Regions from separate parts of the Mus musculus genome. Here all the other regions are linked to region 5. A link is a contact called in public HiCAR-type, HiChIP or PLAC-seq and promoter capture Hi-C data. All regions are on one chromosome and are shown on one strand. The core of a region is the stretch at or near the end of the contact, and the rest is flanking DNA. Distances in the headings are between cores, read along the strand shown. Region 1 holds the start of Rmnd5a (required for meiotic nuclear division 5 homolog A). Region 2 holds the start of Tmsb10 (thymosin, beta 10). Region 3 holds the start of Rnf103 (ring finger protein 103). Region 4 holds the start of Chmp3 (charged multivesicular body protein 3). Region 5 holds the start of 0610030E20Rik (RIKEN cDNA 0610030E20 gene).

Region 1 (2,866 bases), core at 307-2,806, 910 kb before region 5:
GTCAAATAATCTTTTCGCATGAAGCCATCAACATGTTTTGCATATATTTATACAGCGTTCCAAAGTGACAGCTGTGTCAGAAGTTGTCAGACTCCTTTACCAGGGAGGAGCAGTCACCCACAACTGAAGTGTTTGGGAAATAAAGGTGTAGAGGAAAGGAGAGGAGAGGCAGGGCTAACACTGCCTTAATCTCACCTGCTACATCCTCATTTCTCCCTGACTAATAAATATCCCTTTAATTTCTGTTCAGCCCACAAAACTGACAAGGGCCCGGACTCTTGAGTAAATCCATAATATTACAAGTCCTTTATCTCTCATTCAGAAAGAGTCAGCATTGTGGCTCCAAGGTACCAGACCTTTAGTGTTATTTTTAAAACACAAAACTCTTTCTCAGAGTTAGCCTTGGCATCTGTGGTACAAGACGTAGGGCCACTGATGAAATAACGTAGGCAAAACACCTTCTACGGAAAAGCTGTTTTCTGAAAGGATTATTAACAAGTACAAACTGGACTAGGTAAGTAACTAGCAACTCGACATCTGCCCGGTCGGACTGTACAGAGGCTACAGCAGGGACGCTGAATGGTTTAAATCGGCCGGCTTCCTAGGAAGAGTTTAGAAGAACTGCCTGCCCACATCAGTCCAACTCTGAAGTTGCAGCAGCCGATGATGTAGAAACCAACCCACAGCTAAGAACGTTAAACTAAGAACCATCAGGGAGAAAAGTCTGCGAGGCCGAAAACTAGACAAAGTCCTGCGCAGACCCTCGTTATCACTCGCACACCTGCGGCCCGCAGGACCCCGCAAGACCCCCAGCCCCGCCCCAGGCCACCGCGTTTCCGGGCGGGTCGCCGCGGCCTGGGGACCAGCAGACGCAGCGCAGGGCCCCGACCCCCGCGCGCCCACGCGCCCGCCCTCACCGTGGCTCTGCAGGATCTCGTGCTTGAGGCCGCCGGTGTAGTCGATGAGCTCCTCCAGGCCCCGCTCGCACAGCTGCCCGTAGCCCGAGAACTTGTGCAGCACCTTCTCCAGCTCGCGCTCCACCGTCACGCACTGATCCATGCCGGAGACCGCGGCGCTCGGCTCCCCGGCGCCCGGGGGTCCGCAGTGGTTCGGCCCGGGCCCCACCGAGGCCGCGTCCTGCTCCTCCTCCCCCAAGGCGGCGAGCGGGCGGCGCGGGAGGCGAAGGCAAGACGGGCGCGCTAGCCGCGGCGCCGGGGGAGCCCCGCGCAGCCTGTGCCCTCCCGCCCCATGGCGCCCCGGCCCCGCCGCTCGCGCTCGCTCGCCCGCCCTACCCGGCGCCGCGTCTCGCCCCGGGCCCCCCTGGCTCGCCGCGTTCGGCCGCCCCTCGGCGGCGCCGCCGATTGTTTTTGTTTTCACGGGAACCGGCCGATGACCTGGTTCTCCCGGGCGGCACCAATAGCCGCGGCCCGGGAGGGGGTCGAGCCTCCCTCACGAGCGGAGGAGGCGGCGCGGGCCGTACCAATCGCGGACTCGGCGAGGGGTCAGGGGGAAGCAGCGGGCGAGCACGGGCGGAGGGCGCGCGGGCGTTCTGAAGGTGTGGGCCGTACCACGCGGGAGGCCGTGAGGGAGCGCGGCGAGGGCGGGGCGAGGGCGGGGCGAGCGACGCAATTGGCCCGCGCAGCTGAACAGGGAACTTTAGCGATAGCGTCAACTACGCGGCCGGTAAACAAGAGGGTGGAAACCGTCCCCGGATGCTCCGCCCAGAAGCAGAAGAGTGACCAATCGACGCGGGGGTTAGGAGCGAGACAAACATCCTCCAATCCTGGGCCGAGGCGTAAAACTTCAGCCAATCCAGACTGAGGAGCCAAACCAATGCGCTCGCTGTTGGAGGGGGGTTGGCTTGAAGAGCGGAGCTTGGCGCTTCTACTGGGAAGCCGCGAGGGGAAACATGACAGCAATTAACGGGGCTGTTTTCTCCAGGATTTCGCCCTGATTGCAATTTGTGTTTTCTCCGCATGGAATTTTGGCCGGAGTTTCGACTGAGAGGCCCACCTCCGGGGCCAAAGGATGTCTGTCTGGCCGCCTAGTGGCGGAGGGCCCGGGCGGGGTCACTAACCCGATGGAAGGTGGTAGCTCTTAGAGGGATGGCCCGCGCCCAGCGTTGGCTCGTTCTTGACGCCCCTCGGCCTGCAAGTGGCCTTCCCTGTCGCCTTGTCCACGTGCTGGGCATCTTGGCGGCGGTCACGAACACGCGTGGGCGAGCTGAGCAACCTGGCCCTTGCTCCTTGCCCTTACCTTGGCGTAGGGCTTTTGCCCTGGTTTACCACGGGGTTCTGGCCTTGGCCTGTGCCCTCTTGCTCACCAGGCTTCTACCCTACTAGCTTTTCGTCAAGTCCCTGCCTCACAGCCTGGGCCTGGGAGAGTCCGCCTTCCTGGGCCTGCAGTTGCCAGCTTGCTTGCCTGCTCATAGCATTCCTACTTCCACCATGGTTGTATCACCTCTGCCTCCCCGAATTTTCTCCATCAATTCATTGTATCTCTTACAGCACAATTTTTTTTTTCTCTCACACATCACTTGTCAAAGTCTAAAATAATAATTGTTTGGAGTTTTGCTTGTTTTGGTTGCACCACTTAAGTAATACTATGAAGGGTAACCCCTTTTGTTGTGGCCTGTTTGTTTCTAGAACACAGCCAGCACCCTGGTGGACAGTCTTTCTTTTCCTTTAATTCAGGTGGTAACCTTTTTAAAGTTCAATTTCCGTTTTTATAATGTGGCAGCTAGTGGGCGGGTGGTTATATATGATGGCCTTTAGTGGTCCTGGATATTTGGAAGTTCAGCTGATGGTATTTCAGGGCTCCTTTCTGTCCCTCATCACGCCATTTGCTTTTAGTCCTCTTTCTTGGC
Region 2 (2,971 bases), core at 431-2,930, 610 kb after region 5:
TAAGGTTCAGAGACAAAAAACTAGGCTGATCTCCGTGGCTGCAGTTCTGAAGATGTTCCGCAAGTTGTGATATAATGCGGTTTTATCTGGCCTTTGTTTTTATTTCACCTCATTCTGTTAACACCCAATAGAAAACCTCGTGTGTTTGTGTCTGAGGGATGGACCCCGACCTCGCCCAATTTCCCACATTCCTGAATGATTCTTTGCATCCTTTCCTCTCAGACTTTAACAAATCACTGCTTCTGGTGTGCGTGAAAGGTTAAGAGGGCAGAAGAAAAGGTAGGATTTGAAGAGCCGATCAAAAGCAAAGCTTAATCTTTTGGACAGCATTTTTCAAAATGGGGTTAAAATTGACATGGATCGCATTAAGGGCGAAGCAACTGAGAACCCAGGAAACCGCATGTCGAGAAGCACGTAAAACAAAAATAAAAACGATACATCCTCCTCACCCATTCTACCACGTCCCCTCCTCTCTCCCTGCGGCACAACTCACTCCCAGACCGCTCTGCCCACGCATACTCAACTAAAAAATTCAGACCACGCCAACCATGCCACGAGGTGTTTTTATTTTCATCAATCATACAAATAATTTTCTATAATATCCCAGGGCAAACCGGTGAAATTTGGCAGTCCGATTAGTGGAGGGGTCCCCTTCAGAGACCCGCGGGCCGGTGGCATCGGCTCGGAGTGCCCGGGTTTCACAGTGCAGCTTGTGGCTCGCGTCCATCTTGCAGGTGGCTCTTCCTCCACATCACGAGGGGGTCTTGGAGATGATGGGGCGGGGTGGGGTGGGGTGGGGAAATCTTCCTAGGCTTTTAGGAGATTTCACTCCTCTTTTCCTGTTCAATGGCTGCGAAGGGAGGGATGTGGTCATTGGAGCTACCTTACAGCCCCCCATACCCAACCCACAAACCTGGTGTGGGTGAGGCACCCACGAGGCCTGCGGACAGAGAAGGGGTTTGGAAGAGACAAAGTGCTTTGTGTGACTGGAAGGGTGGCTGTGGCCTTAGATTCGGGGTGGGAAGATAGTGGCCGGATGGGGGTGGGGGTGCCGGGCTGGCACAGCAGGGAAGGGAGGAGCGCTGGGGTGGGAACCCGGGGCACACTTACTCTCTTTGGTCGGCAGGGTGTTCTTCTCCTGCGTCTCGGTTTTCTTCAGCTTGGCCTTATCGAAGCTGGCGATTTCCCCCATGTCCGGCTTGTCTGCCATTTTCTTACAACTCTGATGGGCGAAACAAGGTGATAATGGGTGGCCAGGGGCTTGGGGGTGACCAGCGCGTCCTGGATCCCGCGCCTTCCGCGAACGCCTCTCAACGTGGCATTCCCAGTCCTGGGCGTTCCCGCAGCCCGGAGGCCGAGGATCCTAGACTCGTCCACCACACCCTCCCTCCGAAGCCCCAGGGCGTGGCCTGCTAGCCCCAGAAGATTCCAAACCGCCGGGTCGCCTGTTGCAACCGAAGGGGAACGCGCCCGCCAGCCATAAACTGGCCCGACCCCACCCAGGGTAGGCCCCAAGGCCGGCGCTGTGCCTTACCGTGGATTCTCCTTCCGAGCTCGCGCTCCAGGTGCTCCCACTCTCGTTGCTGCAGCAAGAGACAAAAGAGCGGCGCCCGCCCCTCGTCTTATATACACCGCGCCCCGCCCCGCCTCTCGCCCGCCGCAACGAGGGCGTGGCCAGCCCGCGCGGAGGGCGTGGCCAGCGCGCGCGGGGGCTGGGGGGCGCTCAGCATCTCCAGGCTGCCTGGGGCTCCGCCCTTCTCGGCCCGCGTTCCTAACCCGTTGCGATCCCGCGTGGAGGGTGGCAGGCACCAGCTCCCGGTGGTCTCTTTTCTTGATATATCTCCTTTTCCTAGTACCCAGGAGCCTGCTGCTCACCCCGCGGGAAGGGCGTGGGGGGGGGGGCAGCGGGGAAGGACTTGGGGTTTTGTTGAATGTATGTGTGGTGTAGGGTTGTGGGTGTGCGGGCGAGCACGCGCGCTCTGCTGCAGCCCTGCTCGCGGGAGACACCCCACCCGCGTCGCCTCAAGTCTCTTGCGTTTGCTCTCCAGAGTCTCCTTCTTTCTATTTTCTTGTGGTTGGTGCTTCTTAAAACAAGCTGTTTTCAGGCATTGTCTAAGGGCGGAGGTGGGAGCTAGGACTCCCGGGAGGGCTCCGCTGTTCCTTTTCTCAGTGGCCTTTTAGAAACACTGTACTGGAGGGTGCGGTTTTTCTCCTTCAGTTAACCTTCAATGTGGTTTTTAGAAGGAAAAAGAGGGGAAAAAGCTCCTGTGCCTGCAAACCTTGCTTTTTCTTGTTAACCCATTCCAGGAGTGGGATACTGCACTCCTGAAAAAGTTACCTCTTCAGCTCCTACAACCCCCATGGACAGTGAGTTCTATTATATCACCCAGGGCTGAAACGCCATCCATCCCCACTCCCATCCCTTTTCCTGTGTTGAATATAGAGCATATTCTACTGATAGAAGAAAAAGAGGAGAAACATTTCCTGAACGGCAAACTTCATGGTTCAGATAGACAGACAAAGAGCAAAATATCTTTGCTTGAAGTAATAACAGTTTAGTGGGGGTGGGGGTTGTAGAGAGTTGTCTCATCCACGTGGGGCTCACCCACACGGTGGCTTACAAGCATCTGTAGCTCTAGTTTTAGGAGACTTGGCATCCTCTTCTGGCCTGCTTGGGCACCAGGTATGAGTTTGGTGTGCATAAAACACTCATGCACATAAAATAAAAATAAATCTTTTAAAGAAAGTTGTTTCTTATGTAACACAATCCTGTGATTTCTGTACTAGTCTCCTTTTTAAAAAATTATTTTCTTTAGAAAGGGCGTCACCTGTTTATGTAGCCATATGTTTATGGATCTCAGTATGTAGATCAGCCTGGATTTGAACTCATAGAGATTGGCCTGTTTCTTGAATGTTAGGCCTAAAAGCCTGTGTTATCATGCCTGGCTTTGTGCTTTTTATTGCATAGTGA
Region 3 (2,823 bases), core at 186-2,685, 850 kb before region 5:
ACTAGCTGTACACCGAGATGCCTTTGTTAACTGCGTTATAAAGGGGTACTATCCTTTGTCTACATTTTATGATCCATTCTTTGTTTTCCATGGCTCATTTGCTCCCTGATTGAGGGTCACACTCTCTCCCTAAAAATTTCACCCCTGGTTTAGGGTTGTTCATGCTTTTCCTTGCTGGCTAACATTTCACCTGGAATTCCTACTTGTTTTCCTGATCAAGAAGACTCACACACACGCACACATGCACACACACGCGCGTACACACACACACACACACACACACACACACACAGAAACAGAGAGAGAGAGACAGAGTGGGGGAGAAAGACAGAGAGAGGGAGAAAGACAGAGAGAGAGAGAGAGAGAGAGAGAGAGAGAGAGAGAGAGAGAGAACATGACCCTGCTAGAGTTAAATAAACACGGAACCAGGTACCATACGCTTGCCTGTCAAACTCATTTTATATGAGTTCTTCTGGCTGGCTAAAACACACAGACCTTTGCACCTGGACCTAACCACACCTAACAACTTTTGTCCTGACAACTCAGACCTTCATTGTCTACTTTTTAACCCTCTAGGAGACTAGCCACAACTGGATCACATACTAAAATTCTTTTTGGCCATACCTCCTCCAACACACATGTGAAAATCGCATTCTAAAGCAAAGGTAGAAAAACATCTGTTTTCAGAGTTTCACCTCAAGCACCTCAAGCCAGCTGTGCCACCCCTCCCCCCCACCCCACCCCGAACAAAAAACTAAACAAAAGAAAAACCCAAAAGCATCCGCGGTTGACAGGGACTGGACTTAAAACACAGATTCTGATTTTTACAGATCTTGATGATTTGGGTGGGTGTGGTGGTGCACGGTTTTTTTTTTTTTTTTTTTTTTTTTTTTGGGTTTTCGAGACAGGGTTTCTCTGTGTAGCCCTGGCTGTCCTGGAACTCACTCTGTAGACCAAGCTGGCCTCGAACTCAGAAATCCGCCTGCCTCTGCCTCCCGAGTGCTGGGATTAAAGGCGTGCGCCACCACGCCCGGCGGTGCACGGTTTTAATCCCAGCACTTCCATGCCTGGCAGGCAATCTCTGAATTCTGAGGCCCGCTTGGTGTTCAGAGCGGTTCCAGGCGGGCCAGGACTATTTAATAAGGCAGTGTCTCAAAACAAAACAAAAACCACAAACAAAAACGAACATCTTTTAGCAGCCTTTATTTTTCACGCTCAGCACAAAGGTGCACAGTGTCGCAGGGTCCAATGTCCAATCCTGGGACTGAAATCAGTGACTAAACATCAGCGCATCAGAGGGCTGGGACCGCGAGAGCACAGTAACTCGGAAGGTTTACCCAGCCCAGCCTCCCGCAGCCCCTCTCTCCCCTTGCACCCCGCGGCTTCTAACCCCGCCCCTGCCGAGACCCCGCCCCGATGCCGACGTCAGTTGTTATGTCTTGACTGGGGCCGCGGCTACAGCGGGTCCAGTGCTCTGGGGGCGACGGCCGCGGCCTGCAGAGGCGGCAGGGACGGTGGCCGCGGTTGGCGCGGCGCGTCCGCACGGGGCTGGGCACCGCGCGGCTACGCAGCTGACAGGAAGCCGCCCGGGAGAGCCGCGTTGGGGCCTAGCGTTATTTGCTTTTTCCTCTTTTTTTCCTCCCTTCACGACTGTCGTCTCGCGCTCCTCCTCAGCGGGAGCCGCCGCGACGCCCCCTCGCGGGCCGCGGGGCCTGATAGGCGCCGCCCGCGGGAACCTGGAGCTGCCGCCAGGCCTGGGCGGCCGCCGGGGCCTGAAGCCTGGGCGTTCGGCGCGGCGCTGCGGCGGTCACTCCAACCCGCGCTGGGCGCGCCGGGCCCCGGGCCTGGCCCAGCCGAGTACCGCGCCCTCTGGACCACTCAGTCCGGCCCCAACCGCCCTCCGCTGGCCCGCAGTCCCTCGGAGCTGCCTCCCGGTCACCCCAGGTGGGCTCTTGCCCTCTTCCAGCCGTCCGCAGCTCGATGGGTGGGGTGCGTTTGAACGTCCCCCCTTCTCCCTTTCTCAGCTCCTGACCGCAAGGCCAGAGCCGGGGCTCTCAGTCGCACGCACGCCGCGATCCACCTGCCTCCCCGCGGGGATGGCCCGCCGGTGACCGCCGCGCGCCCTCGCTGCCCTCGCCCAGGCTGCGCTCTGTCGCCCCGCACTCGATCCCCTTCCCTTGTCCACGGCGTCCCGGCTCCTGGCGACGCCAAGAGGGCGAAGATGTGGCTGAAGCTGTTTTTCTTGCTCCTGTATTTCCTGGTCCTGTTCGTCCTGGCCAGGTTTTTTGAGGCCATTGTGTGGTACGAGACTGGCATCTTTGCTACTCAGCTGGTGGATCCGGTGGCATTGAGCTTCAAGAAGCTGAAGACCATTCTGGAGTGTCGAGGGCTGGGCTACTCCGGGCTGCCGGAGAAGAAAGATGTTCGGGAGCTGGTGGAGAAGTCAGGCAAGTGCTGGGCTCCTGGAGGTCGCCTCCACTGTCCTGGCTCTTACCCACTCCCCAGAATTAGGCGGTCCCCAGAATGGTTAAACAGACTGCTCCAGAGAGCTGCCCAGGTCATCTTTGTCTACGTTTTCTAAATAAATATGTAAATCTCGGTTTGGAAAAGACAACTGTTAGGTGTATTGGTGTGTTCCAAAGGCTCTTTGGAAATGACAGTTTGAAAGTGTAGCTTTAAAAAAAAATCATTAAATTGAATCATTTGTCCCAGAATTCAGGAACGTCAGTTGAAATTGATTATAGAGAAAGGAAAAATTACAAAACATAGTCTGTAAATAGCAGCATCTGCATCCACAATAAAAACAAGCTACCAGGAGGGTAA
Region 4 (2,945 bases), core at 209-2,708, 800 kb before region 5:
CTGAGCTTTTAACCAGAGTTGGGACTTGTTGTCTTGGGCTTCTCTTTGAGGCTACTGCTTGTGCTGGGGAGATTCTTCTGACCCTCCCTTTGTTGTGTTCGAGTACCCCGATATGAGAATACCTCTTATCTATAGTGTCTTTATGATCAGACTTTCTAAATTAAAAGAGGCAAGTTTGCTAAAAGCAAGGAGAATTAGTTGTTGGAGTGGTAGGAGGAAAGGGCTGGCTTGGTAGCAAATAAACAAATACTCTGAAAACAAACAAAAGTAAACAAACCCTCCCTCTGCATGAGAACAAAATAACAGGGTATCCAACCAGTTCAGAATAAACCAATGGACCATTGACAAAACACAAGGAAGGCCAAAGCTCAGAAGGAATTCAGCATCCACCTGAAGACGCAGCACAGCCAGGCACAGAACGCTTCATGTTCGTACCTGGTGCCCACCCGGGTGAAAGTGTGAATTAAAATGGGCAAAGTGGATGGCAGGTGCCATAAGTATGCCAGTTTAGTTCCTTTGTGTTTTAAAAGAGATTAGGAAACAAAAATCAGTAAAGGCCAAGGGAAGAGTCAGAGGAATGGATGTGGACAACATATCACATTCATGAATGAAATTCTCCAACAATAACATTTTAAAAATAATAAAGAAAATTAGGAGTCTGATTTCCTCTCCACCCAGCCAGTGGCCATATTACAATTTATAGAAAGCTATGATATGAAAGCCAGAACATATGCAGACTTAACTGTAAGATATACTAACTGGTTCCTTCCCAGAGGGAATAGACAATGGACCCAGGTTGCCTCTGTTCCATTAGAGAATATTTATGTTTATCATTAAAGTTTCAGTAAAGAAAATAGGGTTTTTTTTAAAAAAGATTTCCCCGGTGTTTGTTTTTTAAAGGTAAGATGAGGCTGTAGAAGTGGCTTCCTGTTCTTCCAGGGGCCCAAGTTTCCTTGCACAGTTCCTTGTCTATGAATCCATTTCTTTAATGTGTGCAGAATGCAAGTCTTTTGTTATCTCTTCTTTAAAAGTTAGTTTCAGCTGACTCGTGCAGGTCTGTTTAACCTTAATCTTACAAGCGAAACAAATGTTATAATCTGTTGAATCAATCCCTTCTTCTCCAGCTTCAGCATAAGATCACTGCTAGAACTTTTAAGACTTCCTACAAAGGGGAAAGAAGGCGATGTCAAGTTTTCGAGTAGGTGTGTAGATTTGCAGTCTGTGAGGTGACTACGGACCCAAAGAGAAACCCATCCACAAATATCTGGGAAGTGGTTGTAAATATGCGTGACAGCGTTGAGATATATATTTCTGGGCTAGCTGACAGGTTTTGGGTGTAGGCAATAAATATCTTAAGAGTTACTTCTATACTTCACTTAAGCTCCCTTATGAGCAATGGTGTCATCCACACTGTAGAACCCCACCCAACTTAACTCTGCGCCTGCGCCGCGCGCGTGCGTACTAGCCCTGCTGCCGCCGCGCCCTTCTCTGGGCGTCTGATTCCCTTCCTCCCAGCCCCGCCCAGGCGGCTGCCCGTGACCTGCCTGGGCGCAGGGAACGGAAAGTCGGAAGGGGTAAGAGGAGTTCAGTTCATCATGGGACTCTTTGGAAAAACCCAGGAGAAGCCTCCCAAAGAGCTGGTAAGGGCCAGCGACCGGGGAAGCTCCGCAGCGGAGGTGGGAACAGCCAGCTGCGCTCTCAGGCTGGCCCCTATTTCCGGGGCCTTCCACTCTGCCGAGGGGCCGAGGGAAGAGTTTAGGATTGGGATGTGAGGAGAAGCGCGCCTTGGCCGCTCGGCGTCCGACCCGGGTGTGTAGGGCCTGGTTAGGAGCACCTCGGCCTCGCCCCCAGGCGCTGGAGGCGCCACGCCGCCGGGCCCCGAGGAAGCACTCTCTCCCCTGCGCGCGGTGGTACGGGCCGCCCGGAACCTTTCTCCTGCGCAAGCCCCGCCCCCGCGCCGGCCTGCAGACCACCCGGAGGACTTGCCCTAGACCGGAAGGTTGTGTGCGGTGAACCGGGTCGGAGCCCCCAAAAAGTCCAGGCACCTGCCAGGCAGGTCCTTTTCTCGCTCTCCTCTGTGTGCAGGGAAGCCCGACTTGTGTTTATTCTAGAAGCTCAGTTCTCTCAGGCCCTACCCATAAGGATGCTACCGAAAACAGTTCGGATCCTACTCTGAATCCTTAGATCTGCCTATCAATTGAGTTATTTTAGAAACCAAGTATCAGCCGCCTAAGTTTGAGTCCTACTTTTAGACGTCTCGGCTCTCTGATCTCGAAAAACTTGTCCGAGACTTCTCCTATGTCAAGTAGGAAGAGTGCTACCGCAGTAATTGACCATTGAAGGATGTGAAGTTTGAGCTAGTAGTGGTAGTGAAGGTGCATTCTTTTTTTTGTTTTGTTTTTGTTTTTTTCGAGACAGGGTTTCTCTGTGTAGACCTGGCTGTCCTGGAACTCTCTTTGTAGACCAGGCTGGCCTCGAACTCAGAAATCCGCCTGCCTCTGCCTCCCAAGTGCTGGGATTAAAGGCATGCGCCACCACCGCCCAGCGTGAAGGTGCATTCTTTACACACCCAGCCTTATTACTGACCACCAGTAGTCGCACCAACAGTACCAGCTCCCAGCACATAGCACTTGTGGGGTCCCATTCCAGACCTACTAAATCAGATTTAAATTATGACTATCCCGAGTGGTTAGAATGTGCCTTGACCTTTGAGAAGCACTGTTTCTACAGCACTCAAACTTGTCCTTCTAAACCTTTAGTTCACTTATGGAAGTGTAGCTGTCAAGCCAGTCTAATTAACGTTGCCATTTTCCGGTGCGTGTTCTTTTTTTTTTTTTTTTTTAAGAGGGGTACTTTACTAGAGGAGAAATTGACATTACATTCTTAGCAATGACACTTATTATTTAAAATAATGGAAACGTTAAACGAGTAATGTACATACCAGG
Region 5 (2,754 bases), core at 119-2,618:
TTTCAATATAACAATTCCATCAAGCAGATGCACTTGATTCTGTCACTGCTCTAATAAGTTTCTGATGTTTACATTTTAAACTGAAAACTTGGAAAGCTATACTCTCAGGATCAGGCAAAACAAATCCCAAAGTTTAAGGCCAACTGAGCTACATAGTTAATTCAAGACTATCCTAGGCTACATGCCAGAAGGAAAGAAACAAGAGAAGGCTATGCACTATTAGACCCTCAAAAGCCTTGGTTCCTCTCATGGTCAGTTAAGCAAGTGGTCTGGACACCAGCAGTGCAGCTCCAATGTGGCTGAAATAGGGACTGGGTATGGGTGGGGAAAACTTACCTACGTGAGCACTTGTCTGCCTCATTGCCTATCAGAGACAGATGTTTTTAGTATGTCCACTAATAAGCAAACAAACGGAGGAGATTGGCTCAATTGGTGAGAAAGCTTACTGTCCAAGCATGAGTCCAAAACTCCAGCACCCGTGGAAAAAGCTGACAGTGGGCTCATGCCTATAGTCCTAGCCATGTGGGAAATGGAGACAGGAGGACCACTAGGGCTTGGTGGCTGTCAGCTGAATTACAGGTTAAGTGAGAGGCCCTATCTCAAAGGAACAGGTAGAGAATACAGACAAGAGCACCCAGTGTCGTCCTCTTGCCTATACACACACACTACAAAAACAAAATTAAGGAAACCTAGGCACATTTAGATTAAAGAGTCAACCAAGTGGCATATATTAACATGTCTTCTTTAATTCTGCCATAAAGAAATGTCATTTGTAGGGAAATGGTGAACCTAAAGATGTTAAGCGAATTCAGTATAATTTAGAAAGAGTAATCACCAATATTGCATGTTTTTCCCATATGTAGGACCTAGATTTTAAGTGTGTATGTGTGTGTGTGTGTGTGTGTGTGTGTGTGTGTGTGTGTAAGAGGGGAGAGAAGGGGAGAGAACTATAGGAGGCAAGGAGGGGGTCTAAAAGAAGATGGAGCAGAGGTGATGGAGATGACAAAATATTTCTCATGAGCAGAATCTAGCTTTAAAGACAGGAGCAAAGTAGATACACACAACACATAGACACACGCATATGATCTCATAGTGAAGTTTATTATACTAAAGGGCTAGGAAAAGAAAGTCAACATCTCTAGACTAATAGAATGCATTTTCAGTATTCGTGGATGACTCGAATTTTTAAAAATAATTTCCTGGTATTAGCTATATATACTCCTTCTTTCGTTCAGGTGATACCACAAAGTAAGAGGACCTCCAGCTCTACGGGCGCTCACAGATGAAGGTTCTCAAATTTCGAAAGCATCTCTGCTCCGCTGCGCCTGGCCCTACGCAACCGGAAAAAGGGCATCGGAGCCGGAAGCCGAGGTCGGCGGCCGGAAGTCATGGTCCGCAGCCGAAGGCCCTAATTCCGCGGCAGTTGTGGCGGTTACGGCGGTTCTGTACCCAGCATACGAATGGAGGCGGCCCAGGATCACGGGCCGGGGTTGTGCTGCAAGCCCGGCGGGCGTCTGGACATGAGCCACGGCTTCGTACACCACATCCGTCGGAACCAGCTCGATCGGTACCGCCCCGCCCCAGGCCCGGCCCGGCCCGATTCGGCCGGGTGACAGCGCCTGACTCCCGCTCGGCTCCCCGCAGGGACGACTACGACAAGAAGGTGAAGCAGGCGGCCAAGGAGAAGGCGAGGAGGCGCCACACGCCCGCGCCCACGCGGCCCCGCAAGCCAGACCTACAAGTGTACCTGCCGCGCCACCGAGGTGAGCCGCCGCCTGTCGCCCGCCCGCCCGCGGTCCCGCCCCCGGGCAAGCCCCTCTCTCTGCGTCAGGGCTCCTGCCCACCTGGCCCTTACAGCAGCCACTGCATCAATAGCAGCGCCCCCTGGGCCAGTGACCCCAGTTAAACTGCACTGTTATATAAGGTAGCTGGGACCCGGCCAGGAAACGCTGTCCACCAGTGTGATCTATCAGGCTGGGTTTTAATATTTCTGCCACCTGGAAGAGAAAGTGTGGCAGGGATTTAAAAAAAAAGAAAAGAAAAGAAAGATCAGTACATAAAATGAAACAAACCCAGTAAATGGCCTTTTCTTGGGCTTTCTGTGACCATGAACTCATGTTGACTAACATATGACACTAAGTTTGTGGGCTGTTCTTTACAGAGGGGTTAGATCTTGAGTACATTATTGAGTCCGTAGGACGCTGTTAAGCTGAGGACTCTTATGTCTGTTTCCCTAGCCAGAGAGGTGAATAAGGTGTCCAACATCACAGACCTAGTAAATGGCAGAGCCTGGATTTGAACTGAGGCAGAGCTCTGTCCATCCTTTCAGCAGCTTCCAGTGATATTTGCAGGAGACATATGCAGCTTATACTTACTTTTTAACAGATTGTGCTGGAGTGGAGGGAAGAAGTTAAAATCCTGATTGACAGCTACATACATAACACACACACACACACATACACACCCAGGGTCTGTTGGAAGCTTGGAGGCTTTCTTGGTGCTGTTTTTCTGATCATTTCTGTGGGCAGGGGTTTTAGCAGCATACCCCCTCTTCCCTCTCACTCTGGTTTGCCCTTACAGATGGCTCCACCCACCCCGTGAACCCAGACTGTGAGGAAGCCAGTGAAAGCAGCAGTAGTGGAAGCTCCGAGCTAGAGCCTCCTGGCCGCCAGCTCTTCTGTTTAGACTATGAGGCGGACAGTGGCGAGGTCACTTCAGTTATTGTCTATCAGGTACGCCTTTTGGAAACAGCTG

The links. HiCAR-type assays count read pairs that join an accessible place to other places. HiChIP or PLAC-seq counts read pairs in DNA pulled down with a chosen protein or histone mark. Capture Hi-C pulls out chosen DNA fragments and counts their contacts.
Region 1: a HiCAR-type map of astrocytes shows a contact between it and region 5, with 2.4 times the contacts expected there. The contact joins the promoter of Rmnd5a here to the promoter of 0610030E20Rik in region 5. A contact is called at or near these places in 2 of 39 promoter capture datasets (the C10 cell line and pre-B cells), 1 of 484 Hi-C or Micro-C datasets (CD4 T cells), 3 of 115 datasets of contacts at active chromatin or transcription factors (astrocytes, bone marrow-derived macrophages and thymic regulatory T cells) and 2 of 9 other capture datasets (adipose tissue and liver).
Region 2: a contact with region 5 is called in a FOXA1 HiChIP or PLAC-seq map of pancreatic cancer cells. The contact joins the promoter of Tmsb10 here to the promoter of 0610030E20Rik in region 5. A contact is called at or near these places in 2 of 39 promoter capture datasets (cranial neural crest and pre-B cells), 2 of 484 Hi-C or Micro-C datasets (embryonic stem cells and nephron progenitors), 1 of 115 datasets of contacts at active chromatin or transcription factors (pancreatic cancer cells) and 1 of 9 other capture datasets (adipose tissue).
Region 3: a promoter capture Hi-C map of liver shows a contact between it and region 5, with 5 times the contacts expected there. The contact joins the promoter of Rnf103 here to the promoter of 0610030E20Rik in region 5. A contact is called at or near these places in 4 of 39 promoter capture datasets (the C10 cell line, the HPC-7 cell line, liver and 1 more), 1 of 484 Hi-C or Micro-C datasets (CD8 T cells), 2 of 115 datasets of contacts at active chromatin or transcription factors (astrocytes and pancreatic cancer cells) and 2 of 9 other capture datasets (liver and pancreatic islet).
Region 4: a HiCAR-type map of astrocytes shows a contact between it and region 5, with 4 times the contacts expected there. The contact joins the promoter of Chmp3 here to the promoter of 0610030E20Rik in region 5. A contact is called at or near these places in 1 of 39 promoter capture datasets (pre-B cells), 4 of 115 datasets of contacts at active chromatin or transcription factors (astrocytes, double positive thymocytes, microglia and 1 more) and 1 of 9 other capture datasets (liver).

The regions. Positions count from the first base shown.
Region 1 is chr6:71,439,081-71,441,946 of GRCm38.p6, forward strand. Rmnd5a (required for meiotic nuclear division 5 homolog A) reads right to left here and starts at 1,557. Exons shown (of 9, transcript NM_024288.2): 1 at 918-1,557. The coding sequence starts at 1,059.
Region 2 is chr6:72,956,803-72,959,773 of GRCm38.p6, forward strand. Tmsb10 (thymosin, beta 10) reads right to left here and starts at 1,681. Exons shown (of 3, transcript NM_025284.4): 1 at 1,535-1,681; 2 at 1,111-1,222; 3 at 545-850. The coding sequence starts at 1,210. The coding sequence ends at 816.
Region 3 is chr6:71,492,442-71,495,264 of GRCm38.p6, forward strand. It overlaps Rnf103 (ring finger protein 103), which reads left to right and starts at 1,436. Exons shown (of 4, transcript NM_009543.3): 1 at 1,436-2,447. The coding sequence starts at 2,222.
Region 4 is chr6:71,542,394-71,545,338 of GRCm38.p6, forward strand. It overlaps Chmp3 (charged multivesicular body protein 3), which reads left to right and starts at 1,459. Exons shown (of 6, transcript NM_025783.4): 1 at 1,459-1,640. The coding sequence starts at 1,596.
Region 5 is chr6:72,345,949-72,348,702 of GRCm38.p6, forward strand. 0610030E20Rik (RIKEN cDNA 0610030E20 gene) reads left to right here and starts at 1,369. Exons shown (of 4, transcript NM_026696.1): 1 at 1,369-1,567; 2 at 1,645-1,763; 3 at 2,581-2,732. The coding sequence starts at 1,461.